Linked DNA regions of Sus scrofa: region 2 is linked to region 1. The links are chromatin contacts, called in public HiChIP or PLAC-seq maps. All regions are on one chromosome and are shown on one strand. The core of a region is the stretch at or near the end of the contact, and the rest is flanking DNA. Distances in the headings are between cores, read along the strand shown. Region 1 overlaps RAD51B (DNA repair protein RAD51 homolog 2). Region 2 overlaps RAD51B (DNA repair protein RAD51 homolog 2).

The links. HiChIP or PLAC-seq counts read pairs in DNA pulled down with a chosen protein or histone mark.
Region 2: an H3K27ac HiChIP or PLAC-seq map of alveolar macrophages shows a contact between it and region 1. The contact joins two enhancer-like sites. A contact is called at or near these places in 1 of 47 Hi-C or Micro-C datasets (embryonic fibroblasts) and 2 of 2 datasets of contacts at active chromatin or transcription factors (alveolar macrophages and skeletal muscle).

What each region holds. Positions count from the first base shown.
Region 1 is chr7:92,103,351-92,110,225 of Sscrofa11.1, forward strand. The region is part of intron 9 of RAD51B (DNA repair protein RAD51 homolog 2); the gene reads left to right. LOC106507734 (a long non-coding RNA gene) reads right to left here. Exons shown (of 3, transcript XR_002346146.1): 2 at 1-405. Among named protein-coding and RNA genes, the nearest start is that of ZFP36L1, 390 kb to the right of the region's middle. Within about 2 kb of position 1,816, at least 32 of the 83 cell types and tissues checked have an H3K27ac peak or open chromatin away from gene starts, as enhancers often do. A contact at or near this core is called in alveolar macrophages, where this site is marked.
Region 2 is chr7:92,263,272-92,269,963 of Sscrofa11.1, forward strand. The region is part of intron 11 of RAD51B (DNA repair protein RAD51 homolog 2); the gene reads left to right. Among named protein-coding and RNA genes, the nearest start is that of ZFP36L1, 230 kb to the right of the region's middle. Within about 2 kb of position 2,135, at least 12 of the 83 cell types and tissues checked have an H3K27ac peak or open chromatin away from gene starts, as enhancers often do. A contact at or near this core is called in alveolar macrophages, where this site is marked.

The sequences.
Region 1 (6,875 bases), core at 566-3,065:
GTATATCAGTTGTTGAGTCTTTAGTATGCAGACGTGTTGAACTTGCCCTTCTGAAATTCTTCCAGGGTCACTTCGCCTTGTGGTCTAGGTCCAGGAAATTAGAATATTTCCAACTCATCAGGGACCATCTTGGCCTGGAGCAGAAGAGGGGTCTGAATCATTACCTAAGAGAGTTTTGTAGATTGTCACAGTTGGCAGCCTCAGAACTTGAGCTAATCCTGGAAATTCTTTAATTTCCCAGAAAGAAGGTTCCACAAGGTCAGGCTGAGGTCCTCAGAGAGAGCAGAGGGAATAAAGTTTGCAACTAGTCGCTTTTACAGCTGAACTTGAAGATAAATAAAATTATACCCATTTCTTTTGGATCATCAAGCATTTGACTTTCATTTGTTCTTTACTCCTTTTTCCCTGTATGTGAAGGAAAAAAAAAAAAAAAAGAATGCATTGTAATCACTGAAATAAAAGCAAACAAACTTGTTGATTCAGTTCCCATGGTGAATGCAAGGAAGGCCAGGCCAATAGAAACAACTGAGATATTACAAAAATGTGTTTCTTTCTGGCGGCTACACAGTCAGTCCTTTATATCCAGTCATTGTAATCAGCCCATCACCCAAGACTATTTCCAAGGTCATTATTCTGGTTGTGGGGGCTGCTTCTGCAAACAAGTGTTGATTCTACTAAATGTCCTCCCTCTCAAACGCTCTTTGGGGCAAACAATGAGTATCAAAGCATCATTCAGGAAAAGAAAATGTAAAAGATCAGAGAGATAAAACACTGCAGGTTTTCTAAAGGCTTAGGCATATCTGGCTCAAGCAACACAAATTATAAACTATGAAGCCACCTGTAAAATCCTGTTTTAATTAACTTGAAGGCACATCAATGTTATTTCAATTAAAATGAAATTCCGTTTAAATGGAAAACCACCCCTCCAGGGTACCTTGGGGCCTTGCTCACATGGATTTTAGGGTTGACAGGTGAAGCCTGTATTTAGAAAAACCAAAGCAAACTCTGTTTCTTTACAGCCTACTTAAACTTTGAAGGACCTGTCATAGGTTCCTTGGAATGTAAGGAGTGTCCATGGGTAGGGCCCAGGCACAGCTCAAAATGTTATTTGCCAATTCTTTTTCTGACTCTTCCAGTCTTCTTTCTGTTCCCAGCCTCCCTTCACCTCTTCAGTCCCTGGCCTTGGTGCCCCAGGACTACCTGTCCCTACTAGCTGATTTGTCCCCTACTATCCTTGGGGTGGACTGTGGATGACACAGAGATGCTTATAAAGAGACAGGGATGCCATCTCAGGCTTACAAGCAAAATGAATCTCAGATTGTCACAAAGGGCTGGTGAAAAAAATAGAACCCCTCTTCTGAAGCTAGGGCTTCACTAAATTTTTTTTTTCTTTTTGCGTTTTCTAGGGCTGCACCTCAGCATATGGAGGTTCCCAGGCGAGGGGTCTAATCGGAGGTGTAGCTGCCAAGCCTATGCCAGAGCCACAGCAACACGGGATCCAAGCCGAGTCTGCCACCTACACCACGGCTCACGGTAACACCGGATCCTTAACCCACCAAGGAATGCCAGGGATCGAACCCGCAACTTCATGGTTCTTAGTCAGATTCGTTAACCACTGAGCCATGACAGGAACTCCAGGCTTCACTAATTGTCTAAGAGCTGGAAGGAACCCTTAAGATCCTCTAATGGAAACCCTTCTTCCATGGAGTCAAAGTGACTTGTCCAAACCCTTTAAGGCCCCTCACATGGGGCTCCTCCATCTCGACTGCCATCCCTTCCCCTCCAGCCAGTGCCCCAGTTCTGTGGACCTGCTGATTACAACACCGTCCGTGGCTAGGAAACCCTGCCCTGTCAGCGGAACCTCTTTGCAGGCGAGCGGAGTTCACGTGCACACAGCACGTCAGGAGGACGGCTGAGTTTTAGTTCCAGTTCTGCCTTGCTTTGTTGGCTTAAACGAGTCACTTCTTCCTTTGTCTCTTTCCCCTATTGGTAAGGAGAAGATAATGAACCTTTCCACCGATCAGGCTCGCTGGAGTGTTATAACGAATAATGAGGTGATATTTGTAAAGTGCTTTGAGCGGCTGGGAACGAGGAGGGGTGAGCTCAGTAGAAAGCCTTATGCGCTGCAAGCACTTATCAACTGAGCTGTTGAACAATAGTGGCGACTAAGAATACTCAGAAATGAATTCCAGGGAGGAACCCTGCTTTGAATTTAGGAGGAGGATTAGTGGGGACCTAATAGGTATTCCACTTCTCCGGTTTCTTTGGTGTCCCCTCCAACCAGGAAAGGGAATTACATTCTTCTCTGTCGGATTCAGCCTGGAGTTTCAGTCGGGATGTCAGCGTGTACTTGTCTCCTCTTCTCACTCCGAGGCTGTGTTCTGTTGTAATTGTTAAAGCCTTGGGCATCTTCTCTCCCCAGGGATAATTTCACTTAGGAGCTATACAAATTAATTTCTATGCCGTGGCGGGGCTGCTGGTTAGAAGGGTGATTAGGGGAGCCTCGAAATCTAAAAGCGCCTGGGGAGCAATTTGGATGAAGCAAGGAAATCAAAAGGCAGGATCTTCATGTGGTTGATCTTTTTTTACTACACCGCCCCATGGGAATTTTCTCAGGCACTCAGATGTAGGCATAGTACGCAGCGTGGGACTGGACGGCCGTAGTGAAAGCCTCCTTCCTGGGAAGACGGAGACCTAGCCCAGGTAAAGGTGAACGTACCAGGTCCCTAAATATATTTAGAGCCACCTTGTAACGTCTTTACTCCCACCGAGAGTGAGCTGAGAGATGTTTATGGGGGCCCGACATGCGGGAATGTTTCCAAATGATGATTCTGGAGAGTTTCTGCAAACTCATGCCTCGCTGTTTCAGACCCTCAGTCCTGAGTTCAGTTCTCTCTCATTTTCTGGGCCAAGGAAGAAGAGCGAGGCAAATCCAAACCAGAGGAATGTTTGGAGCTTGTGCAACTCTCCGTAGGCCAACTGGACAGTGAGCCAAGAAGATTGGGGCTCCCTCCTCATTGGGCAGGGGTAGGGCTGAATTTTAGCATCCTCCTCTCAAGGATGTAGGGAGAGTTCAAGAGGTCATTTGGAACAGTGATTTTCCTGATCAAAGTTATATTAAGGAAATTATGCGGATACAGCTTTGTCCCCGGAAGTGTATGGGCTTCTTTGTCATCCCATCTTCCGCAAACCCTTCTTCTTAGTCCCTTCTCCAGGCCTCCGTCCATCCGTCTGTGGGGACTGACTGTCAGGCTTTCCGCTCCCAGGGGGACCAGTGGTGCCTGGACTAGCATCGCTCTATGATGACTTGTAAGCCTCCAGTAACCTTCAGCAATGGGCCCGAGAGCATCCCATCCTGCCTCTGCCTCTCCCTCTCTCTCACACATACACACACAAACACACACACACACACAGATGCACGTGTATACACATGGACACATGTGAGCACACCCTAGGCACCAGAGGCCCCTCTGTCCGTGGTGTCCAGCAAAGCCCCACTTGGATTTGGCCCCTCTCTGGGAGGTGACTCAGACCTCTGGACTCCTTCCTGAGTCTGCCACCAACTCATGTTGTGTTTCCTCAGCAAATCACATCTCTGCCCTGAGACTCCATGAAATAATCTGGGATTTGCTTGGCAGGATTCTCTGACCTCTCTCAAAGACCCCAATTTCTTGTTTATTATAGTTTGCATGTTTCAATCCTCCAAAAGCATTTGCAATATTTTCCTCATTTCCCTCTCCCAAGGTAGCTGTTTGGTCCCAGATGTGCATTTCCCTCCCCCCCCCCCCCGTGCCTTCTGGTGGTAGTGGTGGGGGTGCACTGAGACATTGGCCCCCCTCCTCTGTCCTTTCCTTCACCTCTGCCAGGGCAAAGACCAGGGCTGGGCTGACCTTTCCCGGCTGGGCCAGAAGAGAAGGCTGTGGAAACCCACACGCCCCCACTGGCCTCCCCTCTGCGGCCACAGCTGCCTGCCCTCCCCGCCCCCCCCCCTTGCCCCCCGCCTGCTCTTTCTCTCAGTGAGTCTCAGCGCCAGTGGCCCAGCGAGCCACTGGGAACAGAGGTCTGGCCCCTGCACTGGCCTGGGCTCCCCACACTAGAACATTCAGGCATCAATGGGAAACAGCAAGATCTGTCAGCATCGCCCCTTTCTGCGGGGCTTTGAGGGCTCCATTCTCCACGGCCATCTGTTCTCTTTCACCTCTCTGGACAATGTTGCTTTTTAAAGCCAGCGATTCTTCCTTCTTTATCCCCTCCTCTCTCCCGCCTCCGCCTCTTCTCTGTTCCCACCCTTTCCCCCCCTCAGCTCTCTCTTTGCCCAACCCTATGAAATTTGCCTCTCTGAAGAGAAAACTCACCCTTCTTCCACGCAAAGCCATTCTGCAACCGCTATGGGTTTTTTGTTTTTATTAAAAAAAAAAATTTTTTTTTTTTGGGGTGAGAGTTAGCTACTTTTAAACTTTGTGATTGTCTTGGATGGAGGGGGGAGTCTTTTGATAGGGATGAGAGTGGGAGGATAGAAAAACTTCTCAGTCATGCAGAAAGAAAATCCAGAATAATAATGAGTTTTAGGTTCCTGCTGGCAGGCACTTGCCTCTTTCAAGAAGGAACTTGATGATGAGTTTAAGGAAAATTTTATACCCTGGAGATCTTTCCGCCATTTTTTTAAAAATTATTATTTTGTTGCCATTGTACGGCTCTAAGGTTGCTGTTGTGCTATTTTAATGAGAGGTGGAGCTGCTGCAAAGTGGGTGCACTGGTCCCTATGGTCCTGCACAGGGTTGTGTACAGTTGCAGAGATGCTTGAGCAGGAGGGAGGCTATGGTGTTCTCTAGGTGAAGCCATAGGTTCTGAGCTTCCAGGAGGGTACACGAAGGGGTGTTTGTTCCAGTATTGACCTGTGACTAAGTGTGTGACCTCGGGTGTGTGTGTCACTTTTCTTAAGAATGATGATGATAAAGTCTTACAATGTTGATAAAACCTTTTACTTAAAAAAAAAAAAAAAAAAAAACCCGCTCAATACATGACTCTTCTGTTTATACCATGACTCTGTTCCATAAACACAATGAGTCTGTGGTAGTGGCATGACATAAAAACTTTATGGGCCATCCTTGGCTACGGATGTTAGAAGAATCCACTGCTGGGATCAGACTCAGCTGCCGAGAGGGGAAGTCAACAAGAACAAGGACTCCCAGCCGTGAGTGCCTGTTAGAATCAAGGAGAAAGCAAGAACGCAGGCGTTCGGGCCAGACTATCAGGGTTTGAATTCTGTCTACACCACTTATGAGCTCTGTGAATGTGGGCAAAGTTTCATCATCGGTCAAAGGCGGGCAATCATGGTATTCAACTTATGTCATATAGCTGTTGAGATGGTTAAGAAATGGTTATGACGTAAAGCGCCTGGAACCAGAGTAGGTATGTGCCAATGCCAACTGAGGTTTGCATCTTGCTTCTCTGTCCACAGCTCTCTTGTAAATGAGAAAATGGGCTAACTAGCAGCCCAGGGGGCTGTTCTGACTCCATCCCATTTACCTTCTGCTACTTTATGTTTCATCGTAGCGTTCTCATTGATAAAAGAACTAATGCAGTGATCACTGGGATGGCAATGCCAATTAACAAAGCAGTTCCACTTAGACAGGTCCTAAAATAAGATATTTTTTAAAAAATGATATAAAATCAGGTACTTCTGGCAACGAAGGTGGACCAGATGGGGCGATCACAGGCACGGAAGGAAAGCCCATCAGGATCTTGGCCGCTCAGGTTATTTTGCATATTTTTCAGTTGCAAAGCTACAGACCCTGGAGGTTTATTATTCTTTAGTATCCATTTGTAGAAACTGATCACATGACTAAGAGTTTCCCAACAGTAGGGAGAGAACACTATTAAGATAGGCTTTTCTAGACGGGCACAGGTGACTCTGAAGAAGAAATTGAAGGTTACAGGTTCACGCAGAAAAGAAAATCAGTGCAGTGTCTAGAGCATGGGGTCAGGGAGGCCCTATGAATTTTCCTTCCCAGGATAGCCATGGATGGTCATTCTCGGAAGACTTGCTAAATGGCTGAAAGAAGTGACTTGCTCTGCCACTTGCTGAGTAACCCTGGGCCATCACGTACTTCCTCTGTAGCTTGACGTCTGTCCCTTGAAAACTGGTGTGATCATGGCATCTTCCTCCTAGAGACAATGTGTGTAAGGTATTGAGCCTCCTGCCTGGGACATGCTAATTATCCCCACCTCTTACGTCGTGATTCTTTACTGTAAGGTCTTATATCAGCTGACGTCTGAGATGGGGACGAGTTACACCAGGTTGGAGGTCTTGGTCACTTTGCCGAACCTGGCCACGTTCAGTAAACCTGTAGTTCGGTCTCATAGATAAACAGGGGCCTTCACGGGAGAAGGAAATTGCTTTGCTCAAGAGCTCGTATTTTGAAGATGTGGACTGACTGCTCGCCACCGCCAAAACCAGTTCCCTCGATTAAAATAGCCCTGTTAGCATCAGCACATTTGTCCGTCAGTTCCCTCTCCTGCCATGAGGCCACCTCCTGAAAGTACTAGACATGGGGACTAGGACACTGTTTTGAAGGAATATTTGAGGAAGTTAAAGCTCTGTTGCCTAAGAGCCCCCATGCCCTGGCAATGTGCACATTATTCGGACCTTACAGCCTTGTGATCTGGGGTTCTCTGTGAATCCCAGTTGCTAATAGACCGTTCTGTCCTCTCTGGCGCCAGTTGATTTTGAGCCTTATGTTGGCATGCTGGCCACGGGGCTAGCCCTCCTGTGTGTGCGTGCGTGTGCCTGTGAGTGTGTGCACACCCCACAAAGGGAGAAGCGCCGCCGCTTCTATCCTAGCCTTGACTCAGGAAGCCCAACTCCAGATATC
Region 2 (6,692 bases), core at 885-3,384, 160 kb after region 1:
CCACTGTGACCACAAGTCACTCTTGCTGAGGGCGCTGTATCTGGGATGGAACATTTAAGGACTACTTTTCTAGATAAAGGTAAGCTTGCTCCCTCTTCATGGCGCCAAGCCTTCACAGTTCCCCGGGTTTTGTCTCCTCCTCTCCTGGCTTCTCCAGCTTAAGCAGTTCAAGGACCCACCCTTCTTGACAGCTGATGAGAAGCTAATTTTACACAGCTCCTTTTGAGAAGTGGAGTTCAGGGTGGACAGGGAGTTTTTTTCTGTTTTCTTTGCTGCTTTGTCCTCAGAGTCTGTAACCATTTGTTGAATGACTGACTAGTGGTTCCCAAGATGCAATTTACAAAGAAAACCACATCTTGGACCCTCTATCCTGCTCCCACACATGCACAATCTCCTCCATTATCAGCATCCCCCACCAGAGTAGACACATTTGTTGTAATGGATGAACCTACATGGACACATCATAATTATCCAAAGTCCATGGTTTACATTAGGGTTCACTCTTGGTCGTGTGCAGTTTATGAATTTTTGACAAATGTATAATGATGACATGTATACCCTATTATATATATAATATATATATTATATATGTATATGAATATGTACATAATATACATTATATATATGAATATGTATATAATAGTATCATTCAAAACTGTTTTACTGCCCTTAGAATCCTCTCTGTGCTCTGCATACCTTCCTTTCATAATCCTATTTTCATTATCATGGATAATGCAGATAAGGTCTACTTTCTCCCCAAAGTCCTTCCCAATGGCTGTGGTCCCCACAGATCCTCCTTCACCAGGACCCCTGCTGCCACCCCAGGCTGGGTCGCCCTTGACCATGCCCTTATGGCATCCTTCCAGATTAGCTCTGTCTCTGTAACTAGAATGTAAGCTCCTAGTACCTGGATTTCCCCATTGTACGTGGCCTGTGGGAGGAGTTCCATTAGCAGGGCCACCATATTCCATAGCTCTGGGGCCGCCATTCACATGATATTCCATGTGAATGGGGTCTCTCGAGTTATGTAGTACTACCCCTGTTCACAAGTCCTTGGGGAGTGAATAAAAACCAATGTTAGGACCTGAAAAAGAAACAAGTATCCTCATCATGATTCCATTAAGTTCTTCAGGTAATAAGTAGCTAAGCATCAGTACCAAAAGCAATAATGATTGGTTGGGGGTGATCCTAAACTCAAGGGAATTTTAGTCCTGTGATAGAAAGTAAGTAAACAGAGTACCGTCATACCACGTGAACTGTGCTAAGATACGAGCATACCTAAAGAATATAGCACTACATATACAGCTTGAAGAATCAGCAGGAATCTGTCAGATGGGTGGCGGGGGGAGGGGGCACTCCTGCAGGAAGATGGGAAATGAAAGTAAATGGCACATTTAGAGACTCGCAAGTGGTACAGGTTATTTCCTGATGATAAAATCGGAAGTGCAGTGGTTACATGATTGCCTGTGTTCCCCAAGTAATCCTGCCCCAGATCATTGCCACAATGAGCCTGTGTCCTCACTCTCAGTACCTACCTGCCTGTGGAATCAGAGATGAAAGAATAGAGCCCTATCCTGCTTAGCCCTGTCCCGCCCAGCTGCGGGCTGGGTGGGCTAAGCCCCAGAACCCCAGTGTGTTTTCTTCATTGACACTGTCCTGGGTTGCTCTGGGCACCGTGGGGTTTACCATCCAAGCTGTGGAGTTGGCTCCTCCAGAGCCCTCACTGGACAGCCTCTGGAATGGGCTGCACTTCTCTACAGGCTTTCATGGGAAGCTTGTACTATTTTGGCTTACTTCATGAATTTCTACTTTCTCTTCCTCCTTTTCTTCTTGCGCTGCCTCCTCTTCCTCTTCTTTCCCAACTTCTGAGGTTTTGGGTGGGGGGGCGGTTTGGAGATTAAAAGTCTGGTTAATCAGCCAAAAGCTGGTATGGGCAAACATAGGGCAGTTTCTGCCCCTTGCATGGCTTCCTTGGCCCAACCCCATGCTAGGCGGTCAGTCATTGGCCGCCATGTTGGAGCCTGGACAGGACTGGGCTTCCACAGTGGCTGGTCCAGGCCCAGAGTATGAGAAGGCTGTTGGGGTCTGGCTGGATGATTCTGGGCCCTGCTAATTTCCCCTTTCTCTCTGTTTCCACCGAGTGTCATCAGCAGGAGTTTAAGGCTTCTAGAGCTTGTCTTTGTTTCACCTGGGAAAGTCCCTATAGGGAGAGCTAAGATCTCCCGGGAGGAATGGCTGGAGGCTTGACCTCCGTCACCTGAATTGTTTGGATGAAGAAGCCCCCAGAGGGGTGTGGAGGGTGATCAATTGGCAACTTAAGGAGTAAAGACCTCTCTCTCCGTCTCCTCCCTCTGCTTATTGTGCTCAGAAGGGCAGCGGGGTCAGCGGCCGCAAACTGAAGGGCCAGCTCGCCGTGCCTTGAAAGGGGCTCGTTTTGTGTTTCAGTAATGAGCGTTCTCTTTCTCCCCTTGGATGCACTCAGATTTCACGAGTTACAGGGAACCTGTCAACTGCTGTTTTCATTGTATGGGACTCACAGGGAACTTGGATATAGGGCAAGCTTGTTTCAAAGAAAGCAGGGGAAAGAGAGCCCTGAATAGATGCAATGTGCTGTCCTATGCAGATCACAGCCCCAGTTGCTATGGGACACCTCTGCCCACCCAAAGGGCAAGATGCTGAAGTCCTGGATTGACGCCGCTGCCTCCTTGGAGATGGGAATGCCACCGCTGAAAGGGCACAGCCAGCAGCCCGCGCTGCTGTCCCAGGTTTGCCAGCAGCTTGAATCCCGGCAGCCTCTGCCCCCCACTGGCTGCTGGGTCAGGAGCCTCTCACCCAGGAGCTGAGGGAACAGGCCAAGTAATCCTGGAAAATCAAAGAGAAGCTAGTAGAAAAGCAGTTCTCTTTAAGGGCCATCAGGTCTCTGCTCACAAAAGGGCCAGAACTGGGGCCTGATGTTAAAGACAGGGTTTTACCTTCTTTGTAGGCCGTGCCTTCTGAGAACACTTGGCAATAACCCTCCTTTCCTGATGGGTTCATTTGGGGGCTGACATTGTTCTCTTTCCCCTGTTTACTGAAAGTGACCCAGAGTAACAGGACAGGTCGTGCCCATGAGAGGGAAGAGTGAGCCTGCCCCAGTGGCCCCTGGCTCCCCGCACCCGGGTCCCTCTGCTGCGCAGTGCCTCGTCCTGCCTGCACCTGTGGGGACAGGGGTAGCCAGGGAGCTGTCCCACCTGGAGCAGAGCCTGGGGCAAGGCCTATGGGGGAGCCCAACACTAGGGGAAGGTCCAGAATTAAAACTCTCTCTAAAGGGGTCTTCATCTGGAGGTCCTTGGAGTGAAGGCATCTTGGGAGATCACGGTAGGACTGAAAGAACCCAAGGGAGGGTACCAGAAGAGACGTTCCTAACAACTCTTTACTGAGCACCCTACTCTATTGAAAAGGACAAAAGCATGGCCCTGTCATCAGGGTGTCTGAGTCTGGGGGCAGTGCCTAAGCCAGGAGGTGGGGCCGGTGCCCTTGGCAACCTCTGGTGACCTTCTGGCCCTCTTGTTTTTACCCCTATGCCCACTTTGACCACAGCTAGGCTTCTTTCTATGAGGGGTGCCAAGACAAATACTTAAGTCCAGAACCCTGCCCTCAAAGAGACTTGGTACTTAGTGAGAGGCTAACTGTGGCATCTATGGAACTGTCGTGTAAGGGCTTTTGCAAGCCTGAAAGCTCTGTGCAAATGTAAGTCATGATGGCCCTTCCAGAAGGAACCTTGAACATTGGCAGAGGTGAGAGGCTGGGATGGTGTAAGGGTGGCAAGATTCCCTGACTGGTGGGAGGGGCACAGGACAGGGGACCTCATGAACTGAGGCTAGAGCAGCAGGCTGAAGGCCACACATGTTGTAGCCTTGGGCTTGACCATGTAGAATAGAGAGAGAGTTTAGATCGCTAGTCTATTTCTTTTCTATTGCTGCTGTAAGACACCGCCACAAACCTAGGGGCTTCAATTACAAATTCATTACCCTACAGTGCTGGAACTCAGAAATCTGACCTGGGTCTCCATGGTTAATCTAATGTTATGGTCAGATGTTCCTCTCTGGAGTCTCCATGGCCAGCTCCATTGCCTAGTCTTTTCCTGCTTCTAGTGGCTGCCCACATTCCTTGGCCTGTGGCCCCTTCCTCCATCTGCAAACCAGCCGTGGAAGGTTGAGTCCTTCTCATGTCTGGTCGAACTGCTCTTCTGCCTCCCACTTCTATTTTTAAGAACTCTCCTGAGTACATTGTGCTCACCTGGAGAACCCAGGACAATATACCTGTTTTAAATTGGTAACCTTAATTCACCCTTTGCCTCAGAAGGTAGCATGTTCATTGGTTCCAAGAATTTGGACATGGACATCCTTGAGGGACCTCTGTTCTGCCATTGGTTAGTTGGCTGCTTGTTCGTTGGTCAGTTATTGGTTGTCCAGTTGGTTAGTTGCTGGTTGGCTGTTTTTGGAGACTCTCCCGCCTCCCCACCCCTGCTCTCACCCAAGAGCTAGATAATCCTATTTATTCAAAGAAAGAATAAGCAAGAGTGACCAATCTCTAAGGGGAAGAAGGGGCTGCTGGGGGTAGACTTAGGAAGCGAGCATCGATTCATCTCTTTGCCTATCAGAATAACTCTATAAAGTACAACCCCCCCAAAACACACCATTCTGCAGAAGTTTGTTAGCTCACACATCCCCTCAGACCTGGTGCATAACTGGATCATGTTCCATACAAAAATTTGGCCTCAAGTCCTTGGTTTCTGTCCCATGTCCTGTGGCTTAGAAGCAGAGATGTTTGTAACCCATTCAAAAATGCCTGGTCAACCTTTCACGATTTTATCTCTAATCCAAATACACGAGTGGGTTTTGCTAAGTGTCTACTGGCCCCCTGGAGCCTCTCAATCTGGCAGTGGGTTTCAGTCTCTCTCCCACACATCAGCCCCAGTTCTGCCTCATGAGCCCTGCCCGGCTGCCTCCAGGACTTCACTGCTCACAAGCTGCACTGTCAGCAACTGCCCGCTTTCCCACCTTGTCAGAAGCTGATGCTTGCTCTTTCAGAAGTCCGCCCTTGAAATCAAATGTGGGCCTTGGTCCCTCACTCTTGAGGTGACCTTGCAGCAGGTGTGTCCTCTTGGTTTTTTTTTTTCTTTTTTTTTTTTTTGGTTGTTGTTGTTGGGTTTTTTTGGCTTTTTGGCTTTTCTAGGGCCGCTCCCACGGCATGTGGAGATTCCCAGGCTAGGGGTCCAATCAGAGCCATAGCCACCGGCCTATGCCAGAGCCACAGCAACGCAGGATCCGAGCTGCGTCTGCAACCTACACCACAGCTCACGGCAACGCCAGATACATAACCCACTGAGCGAGGCCAGGGATCGAACCCGCAACCTCCTGGTTTCTAGTCGGATTTGTTAACCACTGCACCACGACGGGAACTCCAGCAGGTGTGTCCTTTGAAAGAGCCCCTTTTTATGCTCAACCAAGGACCCAGCTCCTTATCTCCCAGTTTCCTTGCCTGGAGGTCCTGGAACACTAGTCCATTCACAGGTGAGGAGACAGAAGCACAGAGAGATTAAGCAGTTTACCTGAGGTGATGAAGATCACATGAGATTGAGTCGGGATTCAAACCCAGGCCATGGAACCCCATCATCCCTCACCAGGATCACTGCTGTAGTCGCCCTCTTTCTACTTTACTCTGCTCACTGTCCATTCCCAACATCCAGGGTGATCCATGTCCGCGAGATGACATCCCTGCTCTTCTCAGAAACTTCCATCCAGCCCACAGGTGAAGATTTAGCTTCATTCTGGTGCTCAGTTCCCACCGCCAAGCCTGGCCAACAGGAACATGCAGCACACATTTGAGGGCTAGGATGAATTTCCCATTCTCATTGACTGCTAGGGGTTCCTAGGGAGCGGGAGTACTCATTCACCCATTGAAAGGAATCCAAAGCTCTCCCCTCTCCCCTCACCCTGACTCCAACAAGCCAGGAATGACAAGCAGCTACATCTTCATGAGCAACACCACTGGCCACGTGGGTCCAGCTCTCAGTCCTCCAAAGTCTGTCCCACCCACTGAACATTATTTAAAATAATAAAATTGAAAATGCATTGTTGATTTCTCCCCAAAGACAGCTCCTGTCCTCCCACCCACACTTCAGCAGACTGTGGGGGCGGCCCTCAGAGGGCTGCCCAAGTGGGTCCAGGGCACAGGGGCCTACACGTTGCATGCACCAGGCCCGCCCTCATGGGACAACAGAGCCTGGTCAACAGAGCATGGGCCAGGGAAATAGGAACATGTTACAGAAGTGGACCTGTGGTTGGAGAGCCCTGCAGAAGGATGTGGTTTTTATCCCGTTATAAAATGAAGGACTTGAATCTGAGGAGTTACACGACTTGTCCAAGTTCATGTAGCTTCTAAATAGTGGGGCCAGAATCCAAACCAAGTCTATCTGACTTCAAAACTTATACAAGAAACCTCCCCTCCTGGCTCTCTAGAAGTCACCAGACTCTAGGTTAGAAGCTGCAAAATTTAGGGTTCAGGTGATTCAGAGTGAAGTGAGTTCAGGGGGTGGCTTCTTTGGGTCTGGGGCTTTGTTTGGTAAGCTGAAATTGACCATTGAGGCCCAGCCCCCAGCCTGGTAGATTCCAGAACACAGATTCTGTCACCTTCCCCATTACCACCCT